Linked DNA regions of Gossypium hirsutum: region 1 is linked to region 2. Evidence: chromatin contacts called from public Hi-C data. All regions are on one chromosome and are shown on one strand. The core of a region is the stretch at or near the end of the contact, and the rest is flanking DNA. Distances in the headings are between cores, read along the strand shown. Region 1 holds the start of LOC121206709. Region 2 has its middle 15 kb from the start of LOC107940076.

Evidence for each region. Hi-C and Micro-C count contacts between places; a contact is called where the count stands out from the background.
Region 1: a contact with region 2 is called in a Hi-C map of leaf, with 4 times the contacts expected there. The contact joins the promoter of LOC121206709 here to the enhancer-like site in region 2. A contact is called at or near these places in 2 of 34 Hi-C or Micro-C datasets (both in leaf).

Annotation. Positions count from the first base shown.
Region 1 is chrA09:41,569,049-41,573,251 of Gossypium_hirsutum_v2.1, reverse strand. LOC121206709 reads left to right here and starts at 2,166. Exons shown (of 6, transcript XM_041077796.1): 1 at 2,166-2,500; 2 at 2,589-2,707; 3 at 2,850-3,029; 4 at 3,244-3,300. The coding sequence starts at 2,369. LOC121206710 (transcription factor MYBS1) reads left to right here. Exons shown (of 2, transcript XM_041077799.1): 1 at 1-556; 2 at 722-1,547. The coding sequence starts at 138. The coding sequence ends at 1,190.
Region 2 is chrA09:41,004,269-41,008,149 of Gossypium_hirsutum_v2.1, reverse strand. No RefSeq gene overlaps it. Among protein-coding and RNA genes, the nearest start is that of LOC107940076, 15 kb to the right of the region's middle. Within about 2 kb of position 2,454, at least 9 of the 9 cell types and tissues checked have an H3K27ac peak or open chromatin away from gene starts, as enhancers often do. A contact at or near this core is called in leaf, where this site is marked.

The DNA of each region.
Region 1 (4,203 bases), core at 917-3,416, 570 kb before region 2:
CCCTTATCCTACACTCTCATTTCCCATTATTTTATTTTTATTTTTCGACCCTTTCCAAATGCAACTAAGCTGTTGAACATAAGAGAACATTGAGCTTAGAAATTGAGTGACCTCTTTTGTAGGGTATTATTGGTAGTATGGCAGGAAGTGTTAGTTGGAGCAGGGAAGAAGAGAAGGCATTTGAAAACGCAATAGCAATGCATTGGATAGAGAAAGAGGAATGTGAAGAGCAATGGGAAAAGATTGCTTCAACGGTTCCTACTAAAAGTCTTGAGGAGTTGAAACTTCACTATGAATTATTAGTGGAGGATGTTACTGCAATAGAGGCTGGTCATGTCCCACTTCCTCGTTATAAAGGAGAAGAACCTTCCTCTTCTGCCAAGGATCATTTTCATGGACCTTCCATGGCTCCTAATTCTGATAGGAGATCCAATTCCGGTTACGGAAATGGGTTTTCGGGGTTAACCCTTGATTCTACCGGACATGGAGGGAAACAGAGTTCGAGGTCCGACCAAGAAAGAAGGAAAGGAATCCCATGGACTGAAGAAGAGCATAGGTATTCCCCTCTACTACTTCTTGTCTGTTTTTCTTTTTTTTCTTAAATACTGACTTAAGTATTGGAACGTGACTCGAATTAAGACTTGAGTGCCCTAGGATTTGGGGTCTTATAGAAAATAAAGATATATGTAATGTGACAAGCAACATTACATGTGTTATTCAGGTTATTTCTACTTGGTTTAGACAAGTTTGGGAAAGGAGATTGGAGAAGCATTTCAAGGAACTTTGTGATATCGAGAACTCCGACGCAGGTGGCTAGCCATGCACAAAAGTATTTTATACGCTTAAATTCGATGAATAGAGACCGGCGGCGGTCCAGCATCCACGACATCACGAGTGTTAACAATGGGGATACATCTCATCAAGCGCCTATCACAGGCCAACAGGCTAACACAAACTCACCCGGTGCAGCGGTCATGGGGCAATCAGTGAAGCACAGGGCTCATCCGCATTTGCCGGGTTTAGGCATGTACGGAGCGCCTGTTGGGCGGCCGATTGCTGCTGCTCCAGGGCATATTGGATCTGCTGCAGGAACTCCTGTTATGCTTCCTCCTGCTCACCATCCTCATTCCCCTCCTCCTTACATTGTCCCTGTTGCTTACCCCATGGCACCACCTCCTATGCACCAATAAGTTCAAAATTCAATTAATGATTTAAAGGTAACCTAACAAGTTGTGTTTTTGTGAACATGAAAAATATGCAGAAGGAATAAAGCAGATGAGAGAACTCTTCGTTTTTTGCTGTAGTTATCCATTTTTCTGACTGCAAAAAAGGCACCTGTTATTTGACTACAAAGTCCCCTGCCCAGATGAGTCTTTTCACTAAGCGAAGCAATGAAACTGGCTTTAAAAAAATAGCCAGATGGGTTATTTTGGGCAAATAAGTGTTGTGTATGGCTTCCTCTCATGATAAAATGTAAAAACAGTCTTATTTAAAGGCTTGTATTATTCCTACGGGTTCAGTAAAGCGCTTTCAATGCTTTTGTTCTCCATAGTGACTGCAACTTTGGGAAGCTTGAACTTAGAGTAGCCCAATAGTAGTACTTCATTCGAATCTTCAAACAACAAAGTTATCGGCTTCACAACCATTCGAGGCCCATATGAACACCGCCGCCGCCATATAAAAGGTCTAGGAAGGCTTTTAGGCCCTTGGGCAAATGAAGACATAAAGCCTCTAATTTCACTCTCTTTTAATTTAGTCCCTAAACTATTATTTCTCAATTTCCTCTTTCTTTCCAATCAACCCTTAGCGTAATTTAATATGCAATACCACAAACAAATTAGCATGATAAGAGAAAAATAGCAAATGAAGGTACAATTAATATAATTAAAATGTACAGATAACATGAGAAAATCAAAATCGAATTTAAATTTAACACATCACTAAGCACATGGTTGAATAATCAAATCAAATGATTGATATTTTTTTTCAAATAGTTCCTGACTCATACAATTATTAAAAATTTAAACTATTAACTTAATTGATATAAATGTTATTTCAATATAAGAGGATGTGAATTTGAAAATAAGATGGTGAAAAAAAAAACTAAAAAAGGACTATTAATATATAAAAGAAAATATTTATGAATACCAAAGACAAAAACTAGTGGCCCATGGATACATTTCTACCTTTGAATTTGACCCAGAACTCATGGGTAGCTTCAGATTTTTTTATTTCCTTTTTGCAGTCACAGCCCTTCCGCTTAATTCAAACATTTTCTCTTCTTAATTCCAAAACCCACCTGGTCCTTGTAATGTTTTGCCGATTGCCGCCGCCACCCTGATATCCATCATTATTCACTCGATAATTGATGGAGACTATGATAAAGAAATATCAGCAGAAATTCAAGAAAGCAAAAGATGAAATGAGTAAATGGGACGACCTTCAATCTCGCTTAATTTCCCACTTTCGAAATGCTTCTTCCATTATTTCCAGATTACAGGTCTGTTATCCCCTTTGTTTCTCTCTCCCAAATTTTGTTTATTTATTTTAATTCCTTCAAAAAACAGTTTTTTTGTTTTGGTGATCAGATTATTCAAAACTCTAAAAACTATGCCAGTTTAAATTGTGTTGGAGGAATGGAAGCTGCAGTGATGCAAAAGCAGATGGATTCTTTGCAAACCATTTTACTTTCCATGAAAAATACAATGTAAGTGTTTAAGTCTCTGTTTCTATTTGCTTTTTGAGAATATAAATGACACTATGATTAATTCATTGAATGATTGATTGAAGTTGGCAAACAAACAAGGCTAAATCTTAGGTTTGAACTTTAGTTTTAAAAAGATTTTCAGGGAGGACTTTCGCGGTGTTGTTCTTTCCCTTGCGAAGCTTCAACATGATGGTAAACAGCTAGCAAAAGGTAGCTCCAATCAGATGAACAAGAAACAACTGCAACATAGAATTGGCGTAAAACCGACTCTTACAAATTGCATAGATGGGCTTGTACTTCTCCATGAAATCTATCACGACGAGTAATTAACTGTTTCCTCTTTCAAAAATTTCCCGAGAATGTATTCTTTTCAATATGCTGCAAGTAGGAATGTGTTTGGACCTATTTATGTTTCCCTAGATTTTTCATGATTGCACTTTTCACTGTCTGTGGTTTGAACAACTTGCTTTGATTGGCTTTTGGTCAAACTCTGAGGTAGCAAGATTCTAAATGACTGATTGTTTTGTATTTGCTAGGTACCTTCTTAAATCATCATTGGTTTCTGCACTTTCAGCTCTTGCCTTGAAACCCAAGTAAGGAGAACTCATTATTTTGCTTTTGCAATTAAAAAATGTCAATAAGACTGACCTATTGTTGTATTTTATTTTATTTTTTTCTTGCTAAAGGCTCCATATGGGTTCAACTGCAGCCCTGTAAGGTGCAAGGGCACCATGCCAAAGCATTTGGGTGACAAGGTGGGTATGGTGAACTCATTCCCACTGTGTTGCACCCCTCATCAATGATTGGACACCGTTAATGAGTCCAATAGAATATGGTGGTCGCAAAACATGATTGTTTTTTAGATTGAAGAAGTATGATAAGTAAAATTTACGTTCATCTAAACTTAGTTTCTATAGCCTATGTCTTTAGCTTGCCTACTTTTTGTCATGTAATACATGGAATAATACCCATGTAAGCCCTCGAACATCACCTTGAACTTGAAAATAAGCTCCCTATCTTTATTTCATGGAACTAGGGTAATAAGTTTTTATTTTTTTTTGTAAATTTGTAATGAGAACCTTGACATTAAAAATATAATATTTTCTTGAAAACCTTCTTTTGTTGACTCATGTAATCTCTAAAAATTGCTAACATGAATTTATTTGGATGAACTAGATGACAATTACTTGAGAGAATCCTATTTTAAATAGTGTTGGCAATTGGACTTTATTTGCCCATTTTCGGTTTGAATGAGTAGGATTACAATGAAATGAATGTTCATAATCTTAATCCACGCAATGACATATGGAGATGTTATTTTTTGATGTTATCCTAATAATTGTGCTTAGTTATACTTTTTCCACGTGAAAATATGATTTTTTGTTAACTTGCTTCCTGGTTTGTTAAATTTATTTAAACTTGATTAAAAAAAAAGGGAATTTCTTTTACTACATTCTATAATTCATGGATTTGTAATGGTTATGGATCTTTCTTGA
Region 2 (3,881 bases), core at 1,205-3,704:
ATAAATTTGTAATCTTACTTATTTACATGCTAATTTAACATATTTTTGTCGATTTGATGCAGTTTCGTGCAATAGAAAAAAAGATAGTCTTGAAGCTTACCTATTCGATACTCGATGTTGTAGCATTCCTGTAGCAGAGGCCAAGCACATGTGGGTTGATGGTTGAACAACATGGACGTCCTAAATTCATCTGTTGGACTCTCAGATTAATTTTGACCCAGCTTGCAATTGGACCACTGAAGTGGAGAAGCCTGCTGCCAAATTTAAAGCCCAAACCATCCACTAATGAGTAAAGAGCCCAATTCGGCTATGGGAAGTCCAACCGTACATAAAAAATTTTAATTAGAAACCAAAGACTTGGTAAAATGTCACTAATCCGCCACAACAATTTTGCCATGTGACCCTTCAACTTCTTCTCATTCCTTCCTTAACACAAGGGTTCAACCATGAATGAGAGAAAAAATGCGGATTATCATGCTAAAATTAGCAAACTCAAAGGGCTCCTCACTAGTCAAATAGAGAGGCATTCGCTCTCTATTTCACAAGGGTTGACCGTGCATGAGAGAAAAAATAAGGGATTATCATGCTAAAAATATCAAACTCAATGAGCTCCTCACTAGTATAAATAAAGAGACATTTGTTCTCCATTTCACTCATCCCTCACTCACCATCTCTTCTCTCATTCTCTCTTGTTTCACTTCCATTTGAGAGAGTATTTGCAAGGTTTTGAGAGTAGCCACTGTAGGCAATATTAAGAGCTTTTAAGCTTAGCAGTCATGACAAGAAGAATAAAACAACGGAGGAGTAAAGTAAGCTTTGCCACGGAGATCCACCAGAAATGGCTTAGTAATTCTCTTTCCCTTCAATCTTTATTTTTTTTTTAATTCAAGAAACATGATTGAAATTAAGTTTTCTGTTTTTAATATAATCATGATTGCTTAATTTTGTTGGTTTTAGAATGATTTAATTTTCATTGTTTTAATTATTTAATTATGCTAAATATGTTTTGTGCGTTTGATCTATTTACTCATGCAAGTAAAATCATGAATATGTTTCTCATGCATTATGAATGAAGGAAAACAACTGAATTAATTAATTAATCTGAACAAGATTTTAATTAATTGACATAGTTCTTGCATGGTGTATGTTTAATCATTCAAGGATTAAATTAGTAAGAATACAAAGCCGCCATATATCTCAAACTGAAAGAAATATATTTGGAGGGATGGATGAATCTGGTCTCAACGGCGATGGAGTTCTTTGCTTAGGTGGGAATCGGAACACAAAAAAAGTGAGATTTATAGAGGGAACGGATGAGGAATCTGTTGCGATGGCTGCCGATTCAGTTCCGTTTCCAAAATTATCGTGGAAGGACATGCTTTTGGGTGAAGCTTCGTACTCCGCATCTGATCGAAATGGTTTAAACGAGGGACCTGATAATGATTTTGATCTACTTGATGGAGATATGAATACTACCATGGTAGACGGGATGCCTACTATTGCCTTCTCGGATCGTATTAGAAACATTCTTTTCAAAGAAATGGAATTGACGATCGTTCTCAAACTCTTAGGGCGTAATGTAGGCTATAACGCATTACATAATCGTATACTTAGCCTTTGGAAACCTGCTAAACCTTTTCACCTTATGGATACTGTCAATGGGTATTTTCTGATTAAGTTTCAGAATATAGGAGACTATAACAATGTCTTAACACAGGGTCCTTGGATTATCTACGGACAATACCTTACCATCCAACCGTGGACAAAGGATTTCAACCTTCAGCAGCCATACCCCAGTGTGGTATTAGCGTGGATCTTACTGCCAGGACTTCCAGGGTACCTGTATAATCGAAAAATCATAGAAGCAATTGGAGGACTCATTGGGAAAGTAGTTAAGCTAGATTTTCAAACCGATAATGGAACTAGAGGTCAGTTCGCTCGTTTGGCTGTTTTTATTAACCTTGAAAAACCGTTGATTTCAGAGGTGTGGGTAGATGGCTCTGTCCAAAACGTTGAATATGAGGCCCTGCCGACAGTGTGTTTCTCATGTGGTAAATACGGCCATGTCAAGGAGCTCTGCCCGATGGTCAAGGTGGTTCAATCACAGGAGCAAACGGCGAACGCGGAGATGGAGGCACAAGAAGGCGCCGATGGTAGATCCGATGGAGATAAGAGGCCCGAATTCGGGCCGTGGATGCTGGTTGAATGCAAGGCACGGCGTGGCCAACGCGGCCCTCAGTCTAATGCCGTTGAAAAATCTGGAAACTTTCCTTTGGGTTCTAGATATTTGGCGCTTAATTAGGAGGGAGATTTGAGGAGTAATTTGGGGGTGATTAATGGAGGTTTTTTGCAGGAAAATCTGAGAGGAAAAGGGACTGTCGGTGTTGGGAATTTTAAGACTAGGGATACTGTTGGGATCAAAAAGGGTAATGGGTCTAATATTGGAGCTGGGCGTGGGAGCGAATTGGGCCAAGGAATTCGGTTAGGGCCTACTAAGAATTTGGTGTCTGATAGCTTGAAATCTATAGAGTTGGGACAAAATTCAAATGTTGGGTTGGATAAATATATGGGCAAAAGGCCTATTGAATTGGCAGCTAATGAGAAAAGTAAGGAAGTCCCATTTTTTAATTCTATTACTAATGTTTCTTTCCCTAGCAATCACGCAGGTACCGAGCAGGTTTCTTCTAAAAGCATTGGAATGGGCATGAAAGGAGGATGCCAAAACTCTTTAAATTTTGATGATTTTGATAATATTATTTCTAGTAATTTAGAGAGTGTGAAGGCTCACTTTAATCCTGCTTTTGAAGTGTCTGAAGGAGTTGAGATCGAAATTTTTGAGGGTGTTCTCGAACCTGGGAAACATTAAGCAGTGTCCTTCAAGGTCAATAATAATTCTGAACAACAAGTTAAATCTGCTAATCGATCAGTAGAGAAACCGGGTTTGGATTCAGGTTTGACTTTGAAGGTGAATAAGTTTGATATTTTTAATAGAAAGGATGACTTTAAATTGAATAAAAATCGTGGTAGTCATAAAATCTCTAACGTTCTTCGAGGACATGGGAGTCGCTTTAAATCTTCTAGTAGTACTCGAGTCCCTTTAGCAGATTCCATGGAGGTGATGGCGAATATGCTTTCTACTCGAAATTCTAGCCCTTACGGTAGGGATGATTCAGGATCTGTAGGCACAACCATTGATGGGGATTCAGTCCTCCCAAAGTAATGGTACGTTTTCTTTCCTTTGTGTCTTTATTATGAATTTAACTATTTTTTCTTGGAACTGCCAGGGCTGTGCAAGTGTTAAGTTTCCCCAAATTTTTCGGGAGTATAACATAGAACACAATCCAGATATAGTTTGTTTACTTGAAACCAGAGTCATTGGTGCCAAAGCCGATTGCATTATTGCTAAGTTAGGTTTCCAGTACTCTCATCGGGTAGAGGCAATTGGTTACTTTGGAGGTATCTAGATTGGCTGGAAGGACTCCATCCAAGTTGAGGTGGTACGTAGTCATCCTCAGTTTATTCTGACCAAAGTTTGGCAAATGTCTTCTCCACATCCGGTTTTTATCTCTTTTGTTTATGCTAGTCCTAATCGGCAAAAACGTACAGTTCTTTGGGATGATTTGAGATCTTCGAATCCGCCTATTCATAGTCCATGGATTGTTATTGGTGATTTTAATGCAATCTTATCTTCTTCTGAAATGTTTGGTGGCCGTACTAAAGGAAGGAGATGCCTTCAGTTTGGAAATTTTGTGGAGGAAGCCGAGTTGCATGACTTGGGTTTTAGAGGATCTCCTTTTACTTGGCATAGAGGTGCGCTCTCTGAAAGGTTGGATTGTGTTTTGGGTAACGATGCTTGGATTTGCAACTTCCCAAATAGTTTG